Regions from separate parts of the Mus musculus genome. Here all the other regions are linked to region 6. A link is a contact called in public Hi-C and promoter capture Hi-C data. All regions are on one chromosome and are shown on one strand. Each heading gives the region's core, a stretch centred on a gene start, on an enhancer-like site or on the middle of the called end of the contact. The rest is flanking DNA. Distances are from core to core; before and after follow the strand shown.

Region 1 (3,293 bases), core at 473-2,972, 2.7 Mb after region 6:
CTGGTCTGCTCCCCTCTGCCCACCCTCTCCGGGCCAGGGGAGCTTCTTACAGTGGCACCGAGAGGCCCTGGTTCAGGAGTCCCTTTCTCCAGCTCTTCCTGAACTGCTGTGGCAAGAATAGGGACTCTGTGGGGAAATGGGTTGAGAGAAGGGAGAGGGACAGCCATGAACTTCTAGTCCTCCGACTGATTCCCAGCGCACTCCCCAAATGGATAGAACTGGTTTCCAAACGTGGAACTTGACCACTAAGGGGTGGTCCTCTGTTCCCCAGTGCCATATCCCACCCTCACAGCCATCACAACCCTGGCTCGAATGTGGACTCACAGGTGGATCTCTGTGTTGGGCCCAAAGTTCTCATTGATATTTCGCTGCAGATGGATGGCCAGATGTGGGATGCGCAGGATGGGCCGTTCTATATGGACGAGCCTCTGCTCCAGCCGGCCTGAGGTAGGGCACTGTGGCCAACCGGCCAGGTCAGAACTGGGCACCTCCCAAATCCAGCTGATAAAATCCCTTACTAAACCCAGAATAATCATGTCCCCTCTTCCCCACGAGGACTCTTCACTGGTACACTTAAGAAATGGGAAGACATTCAAGCTTCAGGCTGCCGGAAGTGAGAGCCTCCCCAGTTCCTAGCCCCTCGATACCACCTTGATAATGACGCGTCCAGCCAAGGTCAGGTCCCGGTCGAACCATGTGCTCCAGATCCCACCGCCGTAGGTCTCAACACCGACCTGGTGGTAGCCCACCTGGCTTCGGCGCGATTTGCGTTTCACCTGAGCGTAAGAATGAGAAAAAAGGGAATGTCTGAAAGACAACATCTGGAAGGGAGACTCAGGCAGTAAGTTATACAGAGCAGATAGCACATCAGTTGACAGCTGAAAGTGTATGTGGGGAACATGAGAGCATGGGGCGGGTCTACCTTCTTCCCGGGACCTTGGGATAGGGCCTTGCAAACTCTACCTCCAGGATCTCTTCTTCCCAACCGCCCCCCCCCACACCTCCCTTCAGTCCAAACAAGTCCTAACTTCTTACCCTGAGACAGGGACTGTCCGTGTGGGCCCCAATGAGGCTGAAGCCATTGCCAGGAACATACTGGCCCCCCACAGCAAAAGCAATGATGGAGGAGGAGTTTCTGGTTAAGAAGTACTGGGGGAGAGAGTTGAAAGACAGGGGCGTGAGTTGCTTTATGATCCGGGACACAGGCCTTTGCAATAGTGTCTGCCCCCACGCTATCCCTTAGTACCTTGTTTTCTGGTACGATATCCCAGCCCTCTGTTTCCTTGAGTTCACGGAAGCCAGCCTGGAGGAGGCGGCTGCGGCACTCAGCCACGACTGTAGGAAAAGGGCTCTCTCAGCGATGGAAGTTGGTCAAGTCACTCCCACTCCTAGCCTCCCTAACCCTGGTCACCTACCGTGGAAAGGAGAGGGACTCCGGTTCACGAACTTCAGGAGCTCTCGGGCTGTGGCCTGGATGGCCTCTTTCCGAGCCCTGCCGTTCATAGCCATCTACAGGGAGAAGTGGAGAGTTCAGGTGGCTGCCGGGTCTAGGATCCCTCTTTCAGCCCCCTAGAAATGAGAGCCCCAAGGCTCAACCTCTGCTTCCGAGGACTTCACTGGCGACAGATGTGGATTCCTAGCTCGATCGCTCTCGGCTCAAAGGTTCAGTCCCAGGGCAAGAGGACCTCCACCCAGTTTTGTCCCTGGAGTACAGGATCGGAAAGGCCCGCCCCCTAATCAGATAATCCACGCCCCGCCCAGCTAGGAAATCCCGCCTCCAAGAGGACCTCAAAGCTGGAAAGGCCACTAGCCGGCGCGCCACCGTGTCCGGAATCAAAGCACCACTACACCTGTCCCTTAGCCCCGTCAGTCACTAGACAGCCCTTCCGGCTCCGGGAAGGTCAGGCCACCTCGGAGGGTTTCAGTTTTACTTTGAAACCGGAGTACGCCCGTGTCAGCGCCGCCTTAAGCTTAGCTCCGAAAGGGCGCGCGGCCTGCCACCGAGCCGAAGTGGAGGCGGGACCGGCAACAGCAACACACCTGCATAGCCCCACCGCACTCCGCTCCAGGAGCCGGACTCCGGCCCGCCCCTGACGCTCCGCTCCTCCCTCCCGGATCAGGCCTCGCCTTCGCCGAGCTGTGGGCTCCGCCTCTCGTCAGGCCGCACCGGGACTCCGCCTCTACCAGGCCTCGCCCCGCCCCCGCTGCTCCGCGAGCTCCGCCCCTGTCAGGCCTCGGTCGGGTTCCGCCCCCTCCCGCTACTCGCTCAGCTCCCGTCAGGCCTGGTTCCAAACACGCTGACTGCTCTGTGCCAGTCAGGCCGCGTCCCGCCCTCACTACTCCGAGAGCTCCGCCCCTGTCAGGACGCGTTCCGGTTCCGCTCCCGCCTCACCGACCCGCCTTCCTCCAATCAGGCTGCGTTCTAACCACGTGGACTAGTCAGCTCCAGTCACACCGCGCCCCGCCCCACTGTTCCACTAGCTTTGCCCCGTTAGGAGCCACGTCTCATGACCCGCCCTCATTGCGCCACTAGCTCCGCCCCGTCACGCCTACTCTCCAGACCTTGTCTCCGCTGTCCGGGCTTCCTTGGCAGGCCCCGCCCCTGATGCCTCTCTCGCCCCGCCTCCATCAAGTCGAGTCCTCCAGGCGTTGACCCCCCCCCCTCCGCCCTTTCCTTTGTCAGCGGCCTCGAAGCCGCTGCGAGGCGTTCCGCTCCTGGAGCACCCTCAGGCAGGACGGCCCACCGCGGCGGCGGCAGCGCGCTCTAGCGCCCCGGTGGTGTTAGCACAGCCGCTGACTTCCATGAGTTTATGTTATGATAAACGTTATCGTATGTAATTCTCACAATTTTACTGTCAGCATTTTGTAGACAACGGAATTATGAGAGTAATCTGTCTCTAGTTACAAATGGATGGCACAGCTGGGCTTATGACTCCATAAATTAGTGTGCAGAGCCTAGAACAACTGCAAGAGACTTTCGTAGGCTTTTTTCTATCCTCTTTGGTTAAATGTTATGCTACTTAGTAGGTCTCAGAGGAACACAGAAGTCAGTGACCTTTTCAACACAGCTGTTTGGGTGGCCCTGAGGTTTGATTCTGATACTCATGATTTTTTTTTTCTTTCAGACAGGATTTCAGTTTTGTTCAGGCTTTTCCAGAGCTCACTATGTAGCCCAGGCTGGCCTCAAATCCATGGCAATCCTGCCTCAGTCTTGCAATTGTTGGAGATACAGGCATGAGCCGCCCCTACTGGCTCTTTCTACTCCTTAAAGCAGTTGAGGGGGGCAATTCCAA
Region 2 (3,437 bases), core at 616-3,115, 2.0 Mb after region 6:
GCTGCCTACCTATACAACTGTTTAGCATGGATCCCTGTGTTCTGAGTACTGCCAATAACCTTGCCAGCACCAGCCAGTCTAAGCATCCTCAAAGGACATATCAGGTTGAACAGGTCTAGGTAGTATAAAAGCTATATTGCATTAGAAAGAGTCATAAGCCTTGTAGCTAATAGTAGAGCAGAAACTACTTACCAAGCTATGTGGTCAGGTTACTTATATTTAGAAACCTGAGTTACACTGTCTACCACCTAGTGATAATAGAGCATACTCACTAGGGCTACTGTAAGAGATAAATGATTTGTTTATATAAAGTGCACAAATGTCTGAGACACAGTATCTAGTCTAGGTGATCTACCCCCTCCCTTTAAAAGGAAACCGAGAAGGGCAGTCTGAGGACTGAGTGTGCACATAACCCTGGATGCCTAGTTAGCCCTGATCAGAGTTCATGGCCCCGATATAAATCAGAGGGTTCACATTTAAACATAGAAAAAACAGCTGTAATGACATCCAAGAAGAGTGATTGTCCACAGCCCTACCCAGGTGATATGAAACCTGTATCCACTTTCTTATACATTTCCTCTCCATCTAGAGGAAGCACACCCCAGTATCATTTCTATAGTGATGGTTATTATTAGCATTCTTCTTAAAGCTTATTTTACTACTACTACTACTACTACTACTACTACTACTACTACTACTACTACTACTAAAAGACATTCTGGCTGCTATAGACCAATGCAGCCACTGCTACTCTGTCATGGCTCAGGTGTCCCTTCATAATCTTAGAAGTCACTCACAACAGTGAAAAGCACTAGTCTGGCTGGGCTCCCTAAACCAACGGAACACAGAGGTGCAGTCTCAGTTAAGACTTCCTTCAGTACTTTGCCCACCTTAGGTCACCTGAGCCTTGGATGTAAGATACAGACCTAAATGTAAATAAGGTCATAGGTTACAGGTGGAGGTGGGGGTGGGGTGGGGATGGGGGTCCGAAATAGGCTGTCCTAATACTAACAGTATAAGGCCTTAACTCAGACAGATGTCCTTTGGTCTCTTGAGGTTTTATACTTCAGCAATTAATGAAAAGCAGGCCTATGGATATTACGAATCCATGGTGATCCATCTTCCCAACTACTCTATGAGGTAATGCCACACCCACTTTTTTTTTTTTTTAATAGCTGACACTGACTCGCAGGAGCTAGCTGGTTTGGTCAGCATCACATCAAGCTAATTAAATATGGAGTGAGCACATTTTTATCTTATGTCCAAAACCCAAAGTCTTTAAAGGCTTTTGGTTTCTTATTAAGAATGCTCGAGAGAATAGGAGAGCTTATGAGGGGAGTAAGGCTTTTCTGACAATAGTTATTAGTGCTATCAGGAATATGGGAAGATTGAGGAACGCGTAGGCAGAAATGGACTGGTCCAAGGGGCAGGATCCTAGGGGCACGAGGAGGGCGTCCGTTCCGAGAGGCGGGAGGTGTGATGAGAAGCCATCCTCCAGGGCCCAGAAAAATCACATCAGGGAGAAGTGGGGAGGGGTAGGCCCGTAGTAGGGAGCAATGGGGTCGATAAGGCGTGGGCCCAGCTGGCAAGGCCGCCGTAGACCCAGTCCCTTCTCAGATCAGCGTCCCTCCTCCCTCCGTTCCCGGTCCAGTAGCTCGCCTACGAAAGGATGTCTCTTCTATCCCTCGCCCCTTGATCCACCCTTTATGCCCGTGGTTCGGACGGTCCGAAGCTGTTGCTAGTTCCCGGCACCAGATCCAGGCAGCCAGCCAAAACCTATGACCCAAAGTTACCAGTCCTCTTCCCCAGCAGCTGTCGACGCAGACGCCGCCATGTCTTCTCCGGCTCTTGGCCGGAACCGGAAACACCTTTTGGGAAGTTAGAGGCGGAAAACTAGGGCGGGGCGGAGTAAAAGAAAGCTGACGCCGTTTCTAGGCAACTGAAGACTCTAGATCCTTTGTGGGGCCTGCTAGCCAAGCGACAGAAGTGCCCTACAAAGTGCCAATGGGCGGTTCGCATCTGTCACACACCTCTGAGAGCTTTGTCCTTTAAACTTCTAATCAGTTCCAGGGAGTAAAACTGGTAAGAGTGGGGAAACTAACGAGAGCATCAATGAGGAATGGAGAAAAGTAACGCAGGCAGCTGGGAGGCCCCGAGCAACTAGCCTGAACTCAGCCTGGGGAGCTTGGAGCGTCTAGACTGGGAGCAAGTTAGGGGACCTCTGCTCGGGGCCAGAGTGGCGGTGCTGGGCAAGCTGAGGGTGTCAGGAACCTGGGAGAGTATAGAAGGAGCGTGTGAGCATCGCTGGTGGAGAGGGGAAAGGGAACACCGGTGTGCTATGGGCACCTAACCTGGGTGGGGAGGTGGGGGTGGGGCTGGAGACACTAAGACCTGATCATCTTTCCACCCTGGTCATGATTTTGAGGCCTTGGTTATTGTGAAAAATAGAACAAAGCAAGGTTGATAACGTGTATCTTTCTCCCATGTTATGAGCCAGGCCTCCCAGATGTGTGGAACTACCCCTGGATCTATAGCTCTTTGTCACCGTCTTCTTTCTACCTTCTGAGAGACCCCGAAACCCTTGCCATGGAAAAGTACCACGTTTTGGAGATGATTGGAGAAGGCTCTTTTGGGAGAGTGTATAAGGGCCGAAAAAAATACAGTGCTCAGGTAGTAGACAAGGATATCTTTTAAATGGGATTTGGTGACCCACGTGTCCAGTAAAAACGTGGGACAGAAGGGCTGCACGGTGTTTATTTCTAGACCCTGACACCAGCATACTTCCTAGGGTATACAGGCCCAGAAATTTGACTTCTTGGAATCAGATCCCAGCCTTAGAACTAGGAACAAACTACCTAACATCCCATGCTTCCATTTCCCAAACAGTACAATGGAGGAATATTGATAGGGTCTGAGGATCAAATGTGTTTCACACTTAATCACTTAATACAATGCCTGACACCTACTGAATGACAAAAATGATCACTGTTCTTTGTATTACCTAAGAAAAGATAACACCTTGAAATCTGGTCTTCCATCTTTACCTTTTCCTTCTCCTTTCCCCAAATCTCACGCTGAGTCCTTTGCTTAGGTCAGAAAACCTCTCCCAGAGTCCCATCAAAGGAATCTATTTGCCAGTAACTGTTTCCCTTTAGTGATGGGCTGACAAAGCCAGAGTACATCCATAGTACCCGGGGGGGGGGGGGGGTTGAGGTGGGGGGTAAGTATGTGTTCACATTTATACTAAGAGTTGATCAAGAAGTATAAGTCTTGAGTTGTGGAGCTCTAAGATAAAGCTTGAAATATTTGCACAGAGAGAGAGAGAGAGAGAGAGAGCACACCAGTGAGTTTTATTGGGGTTTCTTAAACAAGTATAAGTGACGGTTTACTTACAGGATCAGAAATGACTCACAGACAGCTGTAACACCAAAGCCCGC
Region 3 (3,088 bases), core at 39-2,538, 2.9 Mb after region 6:
ATAGGAAGTTTGTTCAGGCTAGAGAAGCCTTCCACCACCTCTAAAACTGACTGACTCCAACTCTACTCTTTAGATTTTTCATTAAAAGCAAACACTTGCATGTATGAATGTTTTGCCTGAATGCCTCTACACCATGCATGTGCTGTGCCCATGGAGATGAGAAGAGATTGTACAACCACCTGGAACTGGAGTTACAGATGGCTGTGGGCCGCCATGTGGGTACTGGGACTTGAACCCATGTCCTCTGGAAGCCTAGCCAGTGCTCTAATTCACTGAGCCATCTCTTCAGTCCTACACTTCATGTTTAACTTTCTTGTGTTAGAAAGGATTGTTTCATAAAAGACATTCCCCTCCCAAGCCTAGCTAGTCACTCCATCCTAAGAAATGTTTTCATAATGTAGACCAGAAGTTGATGTCAACTGCCAGACCAAGAGCCAGGGTAAAAACTACAGTGGTGCTGGGTGGTGGTGGCGGCGCACGCCTTTAATCCCAGCACTTGGGAGGCAGAGGCAGCCTGGTTTACAGAGTTTCAGGGCAGCCAGGGCTACACAGAGAAACCCTATCTTGAAAAAAAAAAAAAAAGCTACAGTGCCAATTTGGAAGTAGAAAACTCAACAGTCTTGCTTTTGTTAATTATTGATATATTTTATTTTCAAATTTAGGAAAACCACTTTTAGTTAGGTGTACTGAGCTGTAAATACAGTTAAAAACAAAACAAAACAAATACAGGTTCAGGTCATTACCAGTGACTAATTTTTGTTTTTGAGATAGGATCCCACTATGCAGCCCTGGCTAGCCTGGAACTCACTATTTAGAGCTGGCTGGTCTTGAACTCACTGAGACCCTCCTGCCTCTGCTTCCAGAGCTCTGAAATCAGAGACCAGGGACCAATTTGAGAGTGTGCTAAACCCTAAGGAAAAATAAGTCTAGAGACTGAGGACTATGACAGCAAAGGGGGTTTGAGAGTGGCATCCCTGCCAGCCTTAGCCCTTCTGGCTGATATAAAAGAACTTCGCAAGGACAGGACAGCTATGTAACTGGAAGATCAGTATTTGTTTTGGATGAGTTCTTTTCCTTCTAATACAAGATCCCATTTCTCCAAGCTCTGCTTCCCCGCCCAGTCTGCAAACAAGAGTCAGGTTTCTCTCTCTGCCGAAGGGGCCACCCAGAGCCGAGCTAGACCTGGGGCCCCGTTAGGGGCTTAATCCCGGCTAGTTCCGTCCTACTGACACATCGGCTCGCCCAGGGCGTGGCTTCCGGTAGCGAAGGCATGCTTTCCGGTAGGTCCTTTGCCTTCCGGGGCGGGACTTCCTGCCCTAAAAGAGCCCGGCTGCCAAAGTGATTGGAGTGCGAATTACGCGGGCCCATGGGCTCCCGAGGCCCAATGCTTTTTGGAAAAGGGGTCAGAGAGATCGTTCTTTTTAGCTGATGCTTACTTTTTACATTGCGCGACGCCTCCATTTGCACGAAAGCTCTGGGCTTTTGTTGCCCACCTGAGGCTCTTCCGCTTCCCCTTTCCCCAGGCTCCGCCCCCAGCGTCCCGTGGCTATGACGACCGCTCCGCGGGATTCAGTAGTGTGGAAGCTGGCGGGACTTTTGCGGGAGTCGGGTGAGTGGACTTCTGGCTTATTTGGTTGGGAGTTCTAGGTGTGTTCGATACTGTCCAGAAACGCCGGGAATCACCGAGTCATTGCCGGCGGGGTCACGAGGTGCCGGCGTCTTCTGGGTGTGTTCCTTGTGACGCGTTGTTTACAGTCATGCCTTTGACAGTCTAAACTCTATCCATCTCTCATAGCACTTAACTCTCCAGAGGAAAGGGATCATTAATAGATTAAACACTTGCAGACAAGAACATAATCACTTGTACCGAAAGCCAAGTATAAGCACCTTAGACACCAGAGATTTGGAGACCCACATAGGTTAGTCCCAACCCTCTATCAGACTTGGATAAGTTTTTAGACCCTCAGTATTCTTCTCAGATAGGTTAGCATAGGGATTGTATTGAACGCAAAAGATAGCGGGATTTTAGTTAGCTTATTTAGTGCAGTGCATGCATGCATAATAAGTGTTCAAAAGATAGTGTTACTATAGTTGCTGCCCCAGTGCCTGGGCATGGCAAAGATCACTGTGTTGTTTGGTTTTTGTTTTTTTTTTTGTTTTGTTTTGTTTTTTTGTTTTGTTTTTTTTTTTTTTTTGAGACAGGGTTTCTCTGTGTAGTCCTGGCTGTCCTGGAACTCACTTTGTAGACCAGGCTGGCCTCGAACTCAGAAATCCGCCTGCCTCTGCCTCCCAAGTGCTGGGATTAAAGGCATGTGCCACCACGCCTGGCACTATGTTGTTTGTTATGTGGTTGCCATCATCAGCTAAATGATCACAATCATGATTCTTTGAGAGCTGGGGATATAGTTCAGTAGCAGAGCATATGTTTAGCATGTACAAAACTTTGACTTATAATCCCTAGCATCCTCCCCACACACACAGAAAGGAGAGATTCTTCTTTGAGCCCCGGCTTTCCTATCTGTAAGGTGGGGTTAATGGATGTCTTTAGGAGATAAGGATGAGATCTAGATGAAGCAGCTGTCATTTGGAATGTGTGACCTCGATGGCATTAGTGCTCCATATCTATATACTCCCACCATGGCATCCTTGGAGTCTCTTGATGGCAGTTCATTTTCTGGTTTGTGTTAATAATTACTCCCATGCTGTGCCTTTTCTAGACTTCCAGGGGACACCTTGAATTATGTGCATGTCTATACTCAGTGTCTAGTACATAGAAAAATCTCTTTGTAAGGCTGTAAGATTTATTATTCAGCAAAGATCTGACTTGGCTCCCAGGCTCGGAATCGTAGAGTTCATATATGATTGTGGGGATGGAATCACTTTGTGTCTTGATTATGGTGGTGGTTGTCATAATCTACACTAACAGAATAGAACTGACACTATATTTTATCAACACCTAATTTCCTGGTTTTGATAATTGTACTATAATTCTGTAAGTCAATTTGGGGGAAGCTGAGTGAAGGGTGTGGGAGATCTCTGCTATTTCTTGGTATCCCAAGCCAGCCTTGAAATTATGATCTTTCTGCTT
Region 4 (3,379 bases), core at 615-3,114, 2.9 Mb after region 6:
ACTGTCTCCAAGGATCCAGAGGTAGTGGTGGCTCTGGGAGTGCAAGATACTGATAACTGGCCATCTGGACCAGTATAGAGCATCAACGATGCCAACCAGTGCTCAGATTCCATGGGCATCCTTATGGAAGGCTCATGTGCTCTAGGTTCAGAACAGCGTCACCCTGTGGGCATCTGCAGTGGTAGTGTCCAGGCGGGAGTGCATTTGTAGCTGGGCCTAGTCCAGACCGAGTGAGGAGGAACCCACCCTCCACACTGACTGGAGGGCATGACAAGCCTAGCAATTTCCTCCCTTCCTTCAGGTCCTGATCCCACCCAGACTGAGAAGTCAGCCCGGGGCTCCCATCCTAGGATTCTAGGACCCAAGGTCACAGTGTGCGTGCGCCAGGATTTAAAATCTAGTTTTCTGGCTCCCAACCCAGGGCGCTTTCCTTACACAGAGCTGTCTCCGAAGCACTTGTGAGAGCTGTATCTCTTTTGATCTTCTACTTGACCCAGAGAAAAAGGGACAGGGATAAGTCCTGTTTAATAACGAAAGAGATAAAATGTAAAGGCTAGTCATCTGTCCAATAACATACTGTGAATTCAAATGCATCGTGTGGAGTTAGGGCCAGATATTCCTCATCTCATGGTGATGCTCGTGTCCTATGGTCAGGTTCCCCTGTCCTTTGTTGAGTCCATGCTAAGATATAAAAGGGACCTCAAAGACGCCATGGCAGCACTGACTGCCCACTCCATGTCTGCCAGACCAAGCACGGGTAGGACATTGAGGACCACGACAGGGAGGTCTAGGATCTGCAGCTAAGGCAGGGCTGAGACTGGGACCTGTGTAGTATTGTTCCCAGAAACTGGACTGCAAAGAATGAGCTTTATAATTAACGCTCATTACACACACAGATAAACTGACCCACAGATCTGCCCTCCGTCTCTCCACACCTTCCCCAGGGTGTAGAGATTGGTCCTAACACCACCAGCGCCTTACCATTCCCCAGGACTACCCCAGGACATGGCCCAAGGCTTCCTCAGGTGGACATGGCTTGAAAGGGACCATCAGACCTTTTTACCCTGGCTGCGATCCCAGGTGCTGGTGGGATCCAAACCCTCTTCTGCCTTGCTTAATAAAACTGCTTTCCTGGCTGGAGAGATGGCTCAGTGGTTAAGAGCACCGACTGCTCTTCTGAAGGTCCTGAGTTCAAATCCCAGCAACCACATAGTGGCTCACAACCATTCGTTAATGAGGTCTAACGCCCTCTTCTGGTGCATCTGAAGACAGCTACAGTGTACTTAGATATAATCTAAAAAACAAAAATAAAACAAAATTGCTTTCCTTCTGATCCTCCTCGTGCTTGTTTGTTTTGTTTTCCATCGCCATTTCCTCTCCCTGCCTGCCCCCCCCCCCATATTTATTCCAAGACCCACAGGCCAAGGTCACAGAATGTTGGAGTCACTAGGAAATCTGGAAAGCTCATTTTACAGGTAGTAGTCATCCGGAATAGGATTTCTCTCAGTGTCAAATTTCTCAGCTGGACAAATTTTGGAACTGTGATTGCTCCTTTTCTTTTGCTCAGTCTAGGCTCAGCCCCTCCAGGCTGTTCCAAAGCTGGCCACCCAGGGGATTGTCCTGTGACTTAGTGCTCCGCTGCCCCTGAGCCCATACTGGAAAAGCTTAGGTCTCAATCTCAAGTTTCCAGGCCTAACTTCTTAGCCCCCATCCTTACTCCTCTCTCTCCTCAGTTAAGCCTTGTCCTACGGTGACTTGACGGAACGCACCAGGTTTCCAGCACGTTTCCCAAGTGTCTTATTGGAGTTGGAGAGAGAACGTTTTCAAAACTACAATTCCCAGCAGCCCCCGCGAAAGAGCTCTCGCGGGTTGTAAGGAGACACGTACGCGGAAGGAGCAAGCAGTGGCAGGCGGCAGAGCTGGCGTAAAGGGAGCTAGTGGTAAAAGGATCTACATGGTGGAGGGGGTGGTGGGCAGGGTAAGGTGTAGCAGACGGACCCTGGACGTAGGGAGGGCTCACAGGGCCTGTCTTTCTCTCCTCATGCCCACGCTTGTGTTGGTTCTATAACCAATGGCTACGAGAAACTGACGTCTATTGGACTGACTCAGTTGTGGGGTCCAGGTCAGCAATCAATCTTTGGAATCCAGAGATTCCGCACCAGTGGTCGGTATGCGCACGGCTGGAGTAGTAGGCTCAGCGTTTGACATGTCAACGGAACCTGTCTTTTGATTCGAGCACATGTAGGTAGTTGTAGAATTCACAGTCAGCACCTAGAGGTGTTAGGGTTGGTGCTCATCAAATGCAGATTGATGTTAGTTCTGTACTTGGGGCGCATTCATAGGATTAAAATTAAATACCCAGAGCTCACTCAAGGTTTGTGGTTCCATATTCACCGCTGGGATTCGGAGTTGAACAGCTAGAAGGAGGAAGCAGTCATTTGCAAGGCACTGGGACTAGAGGTTTCAGGGTTTTGAGATCTGGGGTCAGAGAAGGGGGTCCGTTGAGTACCCGTGTTTACATAATTTGTTCACGGCCAAAGAGAAGTCATTAGAGATAAAAGGGAGGGCTGCAGGGTTTTGAAGCCATCTGAGTTCTGGATTGGGATGAATTTCGTGATTGTGTGCCCAAGGAGGGACTATACTGAACTTTTGTGTTTACATCCTAGGAAAGGACTATGTGTTGTAATTATTCTGTTGTGGTTTGAGGTTTAGGTAATAGCGCTCATCATGCTCAAAGCTGTGATTCTCATTGGAGGCCCCCAGAAGGGTGAGGAGATGGGGGACAGGGGAGCGGGTAGGCTGGAGAGGTCGGTGGGGTTGGGACACAAGGAAATAGGAAGCTAAAACGTTCTCCTGTCCTCTCAGGGACTCGCTTCAGGCCTTTGTCTTTTGAGGTGCCCAAACCTCTGTTTCCTGTGGCAGGCGTTCCCATGATCCAGCACCATATAGAAGCCTGTGCCCAGGTAACCCCACACTTCCTGCCCCTCTCCTTCATGGTGTGTGTCTGTCTTCCATTTCCCAGCTGCCATCTTTTCCCACCAACTACGGCTCCACGGGCTGCCATTCACAGGCGTCTGAGCACTGCTTTGGGCAGCCAGTCCTGGTGACTTCCCTGCCTCTTGCTGCTGCTCAGATTTCACACTTAGTTTTACAGTATGGAATGTGAAGCCAGGCAGGGATCTTAAAGAATAAGCTAGAGCCATAGCAGGGGGAATCAGTGATAAAGCGCAGAGCACCTATGCTGTAGCTCCTTTTCTTTATTGCTCCATTATTGGGATAGACAAGGTTTGAGTCTGAGTCCTGTCTTCCTGCTGGGACCTGGAGCAAGCCAAATTTCAACCTCTTTCAGCTCTAGTTTTCTTATCTGTAAAGGAGATTA
Region 5 (3,403 bases), core at 186-2,685, 2.1 Mb after region 6:
GAACACCACAGACCAGAATCTTCTGCGGCAAAACTTTATTGCTTACATCTTCAGGAGCAAGAGTGTAAGAAGCAAGAGAGCAAGAAGCAAGAGAGCAAGAAGCAAGAGAGAGAGAAAACGAAACCCCGTCCCTATTAAGGAGAATTCTCCTTCGCCTAGGACGTGTCACTCCCTGATTGGCTGCAGCCCATCGGCCGAGTTGACGTCACGGGGAAGGCAGAGCACAAGTAGTCATAAGATACCCTTGGCACATGCGCAGATTATTTGTTTACCACTTAGAACACAGCTGTCAGCGCCATCTTGTAACGGCGAATGTGGGCGCGGCTCCCAACATTTTTCTTCAGCTCCAGCACTCCCATTTTGTCTAAGAAAGTTCATTTATACTGTATATTGGTTAAAATTCTGAATTTATCTGATTCTATAGCATTACTCAATTGTTTTCCTCTATATCCTGTATACTGAAGTTAGAGTCAATGCTTGATTAGATTCAGCTTTTAAATTGTTAAAATTTAACATTTTGTAAAATAAGCCATACTTTATAAATATTGCTGTGTAATCCAAATCTCATCAGGAGACAAACTAGATAATTGCCCTAGATTTCCTGATCTAAAATTGATAAGTAACCCTTTCATAGTTCAACATCTGTCAATGACTGTTGCTTAAGTATTTTGCTACTAAGTTCAAATTGTTTTCACCAGGCTAGTTTTTCTCTGCATAGCCCTAGCTGATCTGAACTCACTCTGCAGACCAGGCTGTCCTCATACTCAGAGATCCACCTGCCTCAGCCTACCGAATGGTGGGGTTAAAGAAGTGCACAACCGGTGCCCAGGCCTCATCAGGTTAGTTATATCGTTAATTATCATAGCCTGTTTGAGAAAGCTCCTTTTGCCATCCAGCTGACTTTATAGTTCTCTAAATTTAATAGATCCAGCGACATCTGAAACAGGGGGATCTATTCTGCGTGGAGAGATTATGAAAGGACTCACACTTAGGTAAAGTTCTCACTCGAAGCCCATAAAACTGGTAGTTGTAGTTATGTCTTGCTTTGTCTCGTCCCGCTCCGTGTTTGGATTTAGGGAAAGGTGAGTGGGAGAGAGTTAAAGTGCCTTGAGCCACTTCCTCTTACTTGCCTCAAACTCATGGAATTTTGGTAGGAATTCTTTAATAGAGTCTTGGCGCTGTATGGTCAGAGTCCATAGTGGTTAGGTAGAATGAATCGTGGATTCCCAGAACGGAGCCTTTACTTGCAGGACTACAGTTCCCAGAATTCCGCTCGCAAGAGTTCCACCGTGTCGACAAGTTTGCGCGTGCGCAAATTCCTTGCACTTTCTCTCTCCCTCCCCCCAAGTCCCTCCTTCTCCCCCCCCCCCCCCCCCCATTCTCTAGGCTGCACAAGGGCTGGGATTCGGCGCGCTTGCCTCGGGCCCTCCCCCTCCCATTCCTTTCTGGCCTTAGATCTGTCCGCTGGGGGCGCGCTCTGTGTGGGACAGAAAGCGGCAGAGCGTGGGTCGCGTGGCGGAGCTTGGTTGCTAGGGACACCTGAGGTCGCCCGCTCGCCCAGCAGGCGCAGCGAAGAAGCGGCGCGGAGCCGGCGTCCAGTCGCGGCGAAGTAGGGTACCGTAGGTGAGTGTGGTCGCAGAGCTGGTGTCCGACCCCGGCCGGCCGTTCCCGCGTGCCTCGGCCCCAGCCCTTGGCACCGGCCCCCAACCCCGCTTCCGGTTCGCCACCTCGCCTTTCTCTGGTGAGTCGGAGACCGGGGCCTCCTCCCGGGCCCTCTCTCGAGTCCTCCTCGGCAGCCTCCACGCGGGGAGAACTTCGTTGGCTTCTCCTCGGGCGGCCCGAGCCCCACACCCTTCTCGGTCCTGGTTTCAGCGTGTCCTCTTTCCCGCCGCGCTGCGGTTTAAATTCTGGCTTGGGTTGAAATCCCGGCTCTTTTCAGGGCCTGCTTTTTCCTGACCCCACTCTGAGTTATCCATACACACTTTCCTACATTCCAGAAGCTGAGATCCTAATTTAACTCATTTATCCAGCCATTTTTTTTCATTTAATAATTTACAGCTTTTATAAACATCGACAAGTAGGTAACGAGTGAAGCCACTATGTAAGGTTCCTAGGGAGGGTACATTGGTGAGCAAGACAAACGTGTTTTCGAGAGTTTATAGAACAAGAGATTTTTAATCAAGAAAGCATTTGCCATACTGATGTATGTGCTGTGGTAGAAGTGAAGCGCTTAACCGCGATTTGTTTGGAAAAATACGTCACCCCACCTTCAGTCTTTACATTCCGGTTCTGAATCTTGGAAATGTTTTAATCAGCATTTGAAACCCTTCCTTTATGGAGTCATTTTGAATATTCCGAATCTCAATTTCAGCGCCTGTTGATTTGGCCAATCAGCAGTAATCTGGAGGAGCCTTTAAGAGCAGGTACCGTTGGATCCTATGCCTTCAATTGTTGCAATACTGAGATTATTTGCATAAAAACTATTCCCTTTATTGTCTGGAAAGTTACTAGCGATTTACTGATTAGACTCTAAGCCTGGCCCTGAAAGTTATCAAATGTTCTCAGGGAGTGAAGAAGTGGGAAGATATTCAAGTTACAAAGTAGCTTTAGAAAGATACAGCATGGCCTGAACAGAGGTCCGAGCTCAGTTGTGTTTGTTGGGAGCCATTCTGTGAGCTGGGCTTATTAGGGCCCAAGACTTAACTTAAAATGAATCTATTTCCTGACTTGTAGTTTCCAAGTGACTTTAGTTTTTTTGTTTGTTTGTTTTTGTTTTTGAGACAGGGTTTCTCTGTGCAGCCCTGGCTGTCTGGAACTCACTCGATAGATCTTGAACTCAGAGATGCACCTGCCTCTGCCTGCCCTGCCCTTCCCATCTTTTTAAGGTCCTAGGGATTGAACCTTGGGAGTTACACATTCTAGACAGTCAATCACTACCACCAAATTAAAAGTCTCAGGCCTGGAAGGTTTTGTGGGACCATGGGATTTTAAAACTTATTTTAAGTAAAACATGAGCAAAAGTATTTAGTAAGTTCGTTTGCTCTTTTTCTCTTCTTACTTTCTTCTTTTGTTTTGTTTTGTTTTGTTTTTCTAGACAGAGTTTCTCTGTGTAGCCCTGACTGACCTGGAACATTCTCTGTAGACCTCGAACTCAGAGATCCAGCTTCCTCTGCCTCCTGAACGCTGGGATTAAAGCTCTGTGTTACCACCTATGTAATCCCAGCAATAGTTTCTTGTTGTTTGTTTGTTTTTTGAGACAGACTCTATGTAGTCCTGGCAGTTTCTTAGTCCAGCTTGAGAATACACACTTTTTAAAATTCTTAGGGGAAGAGATGAGTATATTCTTTGTAAAGATAAAAAAGCAGGGAAATAGCATCAGGGTTGTGTGTAAGAGTATAGAAGG
Region 6 (3,509 bases), core at 620-3,119:
ACTGTCATGTGAATTGGTGACAGGCAAGATGAAGGGCACAGCACTTGGTCTTAAGAAATTAACTGTCTCTGCAGGGGATAGGAAGAGCAAGACAGGTGCTGGCTAATTAGTAGCTGTTCACACTGTGAAGCAGGAAATGGATGCTGAGTAGTAGGGAAAACCAAAGATATAAGATTTACCTCAAATACTAGCTGTAAGTGTTGCAGCTCTAAGGAAAAAGGCTCTGCTACACAAGTTCTTATAGCTGCCTGGAAAGATTCCCCAATGCAAGTGTTATAGCTCTGCTCCAGAAGGGGATAGTTCTCCAGGCAAAGTGTTTTGCCAAAGCTCTGCTCTGTCCAAAATGTTACAGCTCTGAAGGGAAAGGAATCCTGGCAGTTGGGAATACCACAGAGTCACACCACACAACAAACTTGCCACAATAGACTTCTTGGAAGGTGGGAACTCAGGAGGGCAGCTGCCTCTGCTCCAGTGAGAAGCAGCAAAGGACTGGGCAGAATGCAGGGTTTATATAGGATTTCTAGAGGGTGGGTGGGATTTCCAGAGTGGCCTGGGACTCAAGGATTGGTGGGATTTTTTTTTCCTTGTAGGGTGGGGCTTGAACCCTCTCCAGCTACACTGGTACAACCACTAGTGACATCTGCAGGGCAGAGCCTGGCCACTTGTGTGCCTTGAGGGTTTATAACCTTTACAAAGTATACTTTTACAAGAGTTCAGGCACTGAAAGCCTTCCCCTGCCCCTTGAGTTGGCATGAATAGCCAACACTAGCAACATTCCTCTTCCTCCTGTTGTGGGCTGCTATTTTGATAGCTCCTGTGTTCATGATATCTTACTGCAGTCCACCTCATCGTCTCTTCTTATTAAAAAACACATCACATTTCCCTAAATGTCTGGTCATTTCCCCAATTAACTCTGTATTCAGAGATCTATCTCTTTGCAATGAGCTCTGTTTGAAAACAGAATCGTTTCAACCTTTCCGTGTACGCTGATGATAGAAGAATATTATATTCAACCATTGGAGGACAGAAAGAATGCTGTGCTCAGAAATGGAGTCAAGTAACCTTGATAGTATCTGATAGATGGGAGGGCTTTGGAATCAGAATAACAAAGTAGCTAAATACAGCCTGGAGAAAATTGTGGACCAGTCCTAGTTCCGTTTTCTCATTTATAAAATGAGGATAATGGAGCTGGGTGTGTGGTGCACAACTTTAATCGCACTCCAGAGAAGGATCTCTGTCAGTTTTAGGCCAATGATACATGTTAAGATCCTGCCTTTTGAGGAAAAAAAAAAAAAGATATAATAATAATCTTATGATGGTGCAAGTCTGTAGGAGGTGGAGGCAGGAAAGACATCCTCTGGTACAGGGTGAGTTCTTAGACAAGTCTGGGTTACATGAGTTACTGTCTATGTTTCATAGGTTGTAGTTCGGATTAACTTAAGTTCCTATTAATGATCAGCACGCTGACTGATGGAGGCTCTAAAAATTTCAATTCCTCTTTGGTCTAGGAAAGCAGATACTCAGCAGCGGCTGGGGCTTATAAGGACGGCACTATTAGAAACGGGTGTGCCAGGAAAATCTTTATTAAGTATCAAATCAATCTGGCTGTCTGACATGTCTGGAGACACCCCTGACACTGAACGCTCAGCCTTCCTTACGCCTGATTAAATGTTTGGAGAAACTGAGAGCTACAACTCCCAGGGTGCACCACACCTTGACCCGCCCACAACGTTACGCCTCTCAAATTCACCAACCTCCAATGGGCAGGCTTTCCGATTCAAACTACAAACCCCAGAAGGCCCTACACCAAGTGTACTATCACCCACAATTTATGACCGGGATCTGCGGCCGTACTGGCTGTTGGGAAATGTAGTTCGACGGTGGCCGAGCCATTCAAATGCCAATGGCCCGCTCCAAGATGGGTGAAATTGTAGCGCTTGAATTCTAGTTCCTCTAACAGTCCAACCAGAAGCGAAAACTGCCTAGGCAAGGCTCTGAAAGACGCTCCTGGTCTAGGGCTGTTCTGCTAAGGTGCCTCACCTTACTGGCCTCGCTAGGTAAGAAAGTGGGCTGCGAAGGAGGTAGCAGCATTGGAGACGGACGAGACCAAATACGGCAAGAGGAGGGAGCAGTGGGGACGGGAAGATCCAAGTGGAAATGCTAGAGGCAAAGTGGGGCGGGGCGTCCCCTTTTCTCAGGCACCCAGGATGTGCACAGGAAGGGAAGGGAAGCCCAGGTCTCAGCAAAGAGGAATGTCTATGTGGTGGTGTGCATTTGTGGTTTATGGTTTATTAGTTGGACCTCTCATTCCGTGGTCTCATCTCCCCAACTGGGTCAGTCAGCATACTAGGCCTTGGTAGGTATAACCCTAGTTGAATACAAGGCTGAGAGTTTTCATTGCTGCTGGCTGGCAGGCTTGAGTGTAACATCTGTGAGAGGAGATGTTTTGGGGTGCTTTGTCTAAAGGGAGTCTTAGCAAGGATTAAAATGTAAACCCTCTGAAGTCAAGAGTCTAGAGCTTTCTTTGACGGCTGGCGGTGCTACTGGAGTATTTCCTATGTTACAATCATTATAATATAAAAGTAACTTTTATCCTGTTGTAGTTGTCTGGGAGGCTCACTGCCTCCATCTGCTAACCTAGGCCTAGTCCTGGAAGCTTCTAGCCTCCTTATATTCTGATCTGGGCCTTGAATGTTTTCAGCCCCTTGAGACTTGCTGCTGAATAAACTCACCCTTTCGTGTTTTTTCTGAACTCTAGCTGGCTGGTTCAACTCAGCTGTTCTGGCTCAGACTTCTTTCCCCAGCTGACTGATTCAGTCTGGCTTTTCTCTCCGCCTCTGAATTGCTCTGTTTGGTCTCAAACTCTAGGAATCTGGTTCTAATCTTCTGGCTCCTTCTCATTCTCTTGCTCATTCTATCTTTACCTGTGTCTGACCTGTTCTTTCTTCAGCCTGTCTCTGTAAAGCTCTCCCGGTAAAACTGCCTCCGCCTCCCTCTCTGCTGCTCTACTCTTTCTCTCAACTCTACCGTATCCTGTGCTGTACTCTCTCCTCCTGCACTGTCTGTCTCTCCCTTAAGTGGCTTCCCGTTCCTCATGAGAGTTGGGCATATCCTATTCTGTCAAATCTTTCTGATTCTCGTCACTTTGTCTGCCACTCAATTAGACATCGTTTTCAACATGGGTGCTTTCTCCTACAAACTAACTTTACCTTCATTGTTTTGGAGTCAAAGGTGAGTACTAAAGGCATATCTGTATTCCAGCCAGAGGGAATGTGTCAAGGGCTGGGCCAAACCCTAACTAGAAACTCAAGTTCAACTATCCTGTAACATTATAAGGTAGTGCTATTTGGGTAAGGCTTAAGTCAGACCCAGCCAGAGAATTTGGTGTTCAGGCCCCTGCATCTAGAGCATTGTAAAACTGGTTCAGCCTATAGGAAAATGTCTAGGGTAAATGAAATCACAGTACAGAATAAATGTATGATCTTACGCTGTAATGAATACCTGTGTTT
Region 7 (3,389 bases), core at 341-2,840, 2.9 Mb after region 6:
CTGTTTGGCACCCACGAACGGGAGGATAAGACTGTCTCTCCCACGAGACATGATTTAAGTGATATACTGGTCTCACAGAAAGTGTTGCATCTAGGAGACAGCACTTCCAAGGCAGATGCAGGTAAGAGATACACTAGATCTACTTCCAGATTTCACAACCTAGTGGCTGTGTCCCTGAACATGTTACTTAATCGGTGCCATCTGTAAAATGGGACAGATTGCACTTAAACAGTAACATGCTTGGCACACTGTTGCAGATGCTCCCTGCAACATGAATATGCTGTCAGCCCCGCCCCCCCAATATGTCCTATAAATGATGTGTAGAAGCATACGGCATAGTGGTGTAGAGAATGTCTTTTGGAGAGGGGCAAACTAAGGCAGTGACTCACCTTCCTAAGGTAGAAGGTAAGTTGTACAACTGGAATTCACTGTTACTTAGAAGAAATTACTTCAATGCGTGGGCAGAGACATCAATGTGATGAGTACATTCCTCCCTCTCCCATCTCATCCCAAGGTGGCCCTTGAAACCCATCTAGGAATGAAATACAGGTAAATTCCAGTTCCCTCCTTTTTCTTTCCCCCTCTTTATACACTTATCCTCTTTAACACTCATTTTTCTAATCCTAAACAGACCAGTGGGGGGCTAAGAGGGTCTTTGGAGTATAATTGGGTGGAGTCGGTTTAGCTCAGCTCAGATCCGGACGGGATCCAGAAAAAGCTTCAAACTGGCCCTCTGTCTCCCTGCAAGCAGGGTCATAGGAAGTAATCGAGGCCCAAGGACTTCCTGGCCGGCCGGCCCCTTCCTTCCGGAGCCTGACCCGGCCTCTGGCGGCCTCCCTAGCGCGCGCATCCTGGCTGGTGCCTGCGGGGGGGGGGGGGGGGGTGTTAGGGCGGACGGAGTGGATCAGTACCTGACGGCCTTCTTGGTGGCCTGGCCTGGCTGCGCGGGATGGTAGGGCAAGACACGAGGCTCCCAGCTCTCACCGGTGCCTGCGCCGGCCCCGGGCCTCTCGCGCTCGGATCCGGGCTGCACCGAGTTGGGCCGGCGCGCCGCGTTGGTGTTGCCGCGCGGCGGCAGCTCAGAGTCTCCGGGTTGGGGCGGCCCGGGTCCGCAAGGCTCCTCCACCCAGGTGACGCTGAGCAGGCTCAGGGTGAAGCCCAGAGAGATGCCCACGGCCACGGGCCCCGCGGGCCGCAGCACGGACAGCAGCAGCGACGCCCGCATGGCGTCCCGACAGCGGGTCCCCGGCCCCCGCGTAGCCCGAGGCGGCTCCGAGGGGGCGGGACCGAAGAGGGGGCGGATCCGGAGGGCCCAGGCCCAGCAGGCGGGCCCGCTCCCTCCCCGCCGAGCAGAGGTAGGAGCTCAAGCCCGGAATCCCCGGGCGGGTCGGCCGCCCTTAGAGCAGCACTGCGCGCCCGGGCCTCCAAGGCGGCCGCTGTCCGACGTGTCACCGACAGGGCCCCGCCCCCGAGGTGGGGTCTAGCCGTCAGCTAGCGGAGAGGGACGAAGGGGAGGAGGTTAAAGGGGAAGGACCCCCGGAAGTGCCCCCTCCTCAGCGCCGGAGAGGCAGACGCCGGGGGCGGAGTCCCCTGTCTCCCCCCTGCGTGGTTGGTGCGTCCCGGATGACGTCAGAAGCAGCCCGCCCCTGCCAGGATGGTGCACCCTGAGTGACGTCAGGAGCAGAGGCCGGAGCTGTCCATCAGCACCAAAGGCCGCCAGCGGGCTCAGGGCATGGGGCCGCGGCTCCGGGACAGCCCGAGCTCCTGCTCCTTTCCCTTCCCCGAGCCGGGCGCGAGTCTGTGGAGCTGCAGTGCCAGCCGGTGTCGGAGGTGGGGCGACGACGCCGTCGCACAGAGACCCGTCTCTCCGGCCCAGCAGCCCCCTTCGCACGGCAGACTTTGCCCGGACCCCAGTCAGTCAGAGCCTCTGGTGTCCTACAACCCCGGCTCCTCCGGCCCCTGCACACCCTCCTTTGCTCGGAAGCTCCGGTCACCTCCGGCCCAGGTAGATCTTGGACAATTCCAAATTGAGCCTCCCACAGATGGTGCTCAGGCTGCCTCTTTTTGCCAGCGGCACCCTCCCTCTCCTCGTCTAGCCCCATCTAGTCCCTCTTTTAAGTCCATCCCAGCCGCCTCTAGCCAGGCACTTGTTTCCCTTTGTCTCTGCTCCCCGTTCCAGAGATGCTTCTAGAGCTGCCTGATGTGGGCAACCATTCCTTTGTCCACTGTGCCCTTGCTGAATTCCCCCACTCGCACTGTTATTGTAGTGGAGACCCACAACTGACTCTTGACCCCAATTTCCTCCCTGTCAGGTTGTCCTGGGAGGGTGACCCCCTTCCATTCCCGGCGCTATGCCGGGTACTATGGAAACTCTGCGGTTTCAGCTGCTGCCCCCGGAGCCGGATGACACCTTCTGGGGTGCACCTTGTGAACAGCCTCTGGAGCGCAGGTATCAGGCACTGCCGGCCCTCGTCTGCATCATGTGCTGTTTGTTTGGAGTCGTCTACTGCTTCTTTGGTGAGATCCCCCTCGTTCCTCACCTGTGGCCTTCTACTGTTTCCCTAAAGTTCCTTTTTCTGGTGTCTCGAGAATCATTTCCACCCCATCCCACCCCCACCCCCACCCCACCCTCATGGCGGTATCATTCTCTTGCTGATCACAAGTATATTTGTAGATCATTGACTCTAGATTCTACAGAGAGCAGGTTTTGAATTAGGCTCTTTGAGTTTGAACCGGGCTCTGTATGTTAGTCACTGTGATGTAATGGGCATGTTAACCTGGGTCTCAGCTTTTTCACTTGGACAAAGACAACAGTGTTTGTCTCATATAGACAAGAATTAGTAGGTGGTCAAAGAATAATGACTATCGTAGCGAAGATATGTTTGGATCACTTAGGATAAGCAGACTAAAATAAAATAATAAAAACTCTTAGCATGGTTCCTTACCACAGGGCATATTGCATGGTGGGGGCGAGACCTGGAATATTCACACTTGTGATACATATCAGAGTGGGCTGGATGGTAGTCATACAAATGGAGATCGCCTACAAGGCAGATTCCCATAAGAATGGTTACTGTGAAGAGTTGTATGGGGGAGGGCGTGGTATGCCTGTAATCCCAGCATCCAGGAAGCCAAAGCAAGGGAAGGGAGGCTCAAGGCCAGCATGGATTACATAGTTCAGTGAGGTTGGGTGGGTGAGCACTAACTGCCGCTCAGTCGAACAGGTGTGTGGGGGTCCATTTGACAACTCTCAAGGTCTTGGACCAAGGCTGGCTTCTCTACAAAACAGTATGCCTTTTTCTCATTTTCACAAAGGTGACCTATGGGCTAGTGTCAGCTTTGAGTAAATAAACGCCCAGTGGATTCTTCAGGAAGTTACAGAACTTCAC

Evidence for each region. Promoter capture Hi-C pulls out the DNA fragments that hold promoters and counts their contacts. Hi-C and Micro-C count contacts between places; a contact is called where the count stands out from the background. Capture Hi-C pulls out chosen DNA fragments and counts their contacts.
Region 1: a contact with region 6 is called in a promoter capture Hi-C map of pre-B cells, with 6 times the contacts expected there. The contact joins the promoter of Dnpep here to the promoter of Smarcal1 in region 6. A contact is called at or near these places in 2 of 39 promoter capture datasets (liver and pre-B cells), 4 of 484 Hi-C or Micro-C datasets (CD4 T cells, CD8 T cells and erythroblasts) and 2 of 9 other capture datasets (adipose tissue and liver).
Region 2: a Hi-C map of CD8 T cells shows a contact between it and region 6, with 4 times the contacts expected there. The contact joins the promoter of Rnf25 here to the promoter of Smarcal1 in region 6. A contact is called at or near these places in 1 of 39 promoter capture datasets (liver), 3 of 484 Hi-C or Micro-C datasets (CD4 T cells, CD8 T cells and muscle stem cells) and 1 of 9 other capture datasets (liver).
Region 3: a promoter capture Hi-C map of liver shows a contact between it and region 6, with 4 times the contacts expected there. The contact joins the promoter of Stk11ip here to the promoter of Smarcal1 in region 6. A contact is called at or near these places in 1 of 484 Hi-C or Micro-C datasets (CD8 T cells) and 2 of 9 other capture datasets (adipose tissue and liver).
Region 4: a Hi-C map of CD8 T cells shows a contact between it and region 6, with 4 times the contacts expected there. The contact joins the promoter of Gmppa here to the promoter of Smarcal1 in region 6. A contact is called at or near these places in 2 of 39 promoter capture datasets (liver and pre-B cells) and 1 of 484 Hi-C or Micro-C datasets (CD8 T cells).
Region 5: a Hi-C map of CD8 T cells shows a contact between it and region 6, with 11 times the contacts expected there. The contact joins the promoter of Ttll4 here to the promoter of Smarcal1 in region 6. A contact is called at or near these places in 1 of 39 promoter capture datasets (liver) and 1 of 484 Hi-C or Micro-C datasets (CD8 T cells).
Region 7: a contact with region 6 is called in a promoter capture Hi-C map of pre-B cells, with 3 times the contacts expected there. The contact joins the promoter of Chpf here to the promoter of Smarcal1 in region 6. A contact is called at or near these places in 1 of 39 promoter capture datasets (pre-B cells) and 2 of 9 other capture datasets (adipose tissue and liver).

Annotation. Positions count from the first base shown.
Region 1 is chr1:75,315,295-75,318,587 of GRCm38.p6, forward strand. It overlaps Dnpep (aspartyl aminopeptidase), which reads right to left and starts at 1,723. Exons shown (of 15, transcript NM_016878.4): 1 at 1,597-1,723; 2 at 1,416-1,509; 3 at 1,247-1,335; 4 at 1,036-1,149; 5 at 651-776; 6 at 325-455; 7 at 51-126. The coding sequence starts at 1,509.
Region 2 is chr1:74,599,532-74,602,968 of GRCm38.p6, forward strand. It overlaps Rnf25 (ring finger protein 25), which reads right to left and starts at 1,866. Exons shown (of 10, transcript NM_021313.3): 1 at 1,794-1,866. The coding sequence starts at 1,834. Stk36 (serine/threonine kinase 36) reads left to right here and starts at 1,924. Exons shown (of 27, transcript NM_175031.3): 1 at 1,924-2,082; 2 at 2,498-2,670. The coding sequence starts at 2,587.
Region 3 is chr1:75,520,241-75,523,328 of GRCm38.p6, forward strand. It overlaps Stk11ip (serine/threonine kinase 11 interacting protein), which reads left to right and starts at 1,289. Exons shown (of 25, transcript NM_027886.3): 1 at 1,289-1,402; 2 at 1,524-1,609. The coding sequence starts at 1,549.
Region 4 is chr1:75,434,072-75,437,450 of GRCm38.p6, forward strand. Gmppa (GDP-mannose pyrophosphorylase A) reads left to right here and starts at 1,865. Exons shown (of 13, transcript NM_001357170.1): 1 at 1,865-2,241; 2 at 2,707-2,767; 3 at 2,866-2,963. The coding sequence starts at 2,728.
Region 5 is chr1:74,660,267-74,663,669 of GRCm38.p6, forward strand. Ttll4 (tubulin tyrosine ligase-like family, member 4) reads left to right here and starts at 1,436. Exons shown (of 20, transcript NM_001014974.2): 1 at 1,436-1,623.
Region 6 is chr1:72,581,382-72,584,890 of GRCm38.p6, forward strand. It overlaps Smarcal1 (SWI/SNF related matrix associated, actin dependent regulator of chromatin, subfamily a-like 1), which reads left to right and starts at 1,870. Exons shown (of 17, transcript NM_018817.2): 1 at 1,870-2,057.
Region 7 is chr1:75,477,881-75,481,269 of GRCm38.p6, forward strand. It overlaps Chpf (chondroitin polymerizing factor), which reads right to left and starts at 1,591. Exons shown (of 4, transcript NM_001001566.3): 1 at 912-1,591. The coding sequence starts at 1,225. It overlaps Tmem198 (transmembrane protein 198), which reads left to right and starts at 1,652. Exons shown (of 5, transcript NM_177056.4): 1 at 1,652-2,005; 2 at 2,313-2,517. The coding sequence starts at 2,352.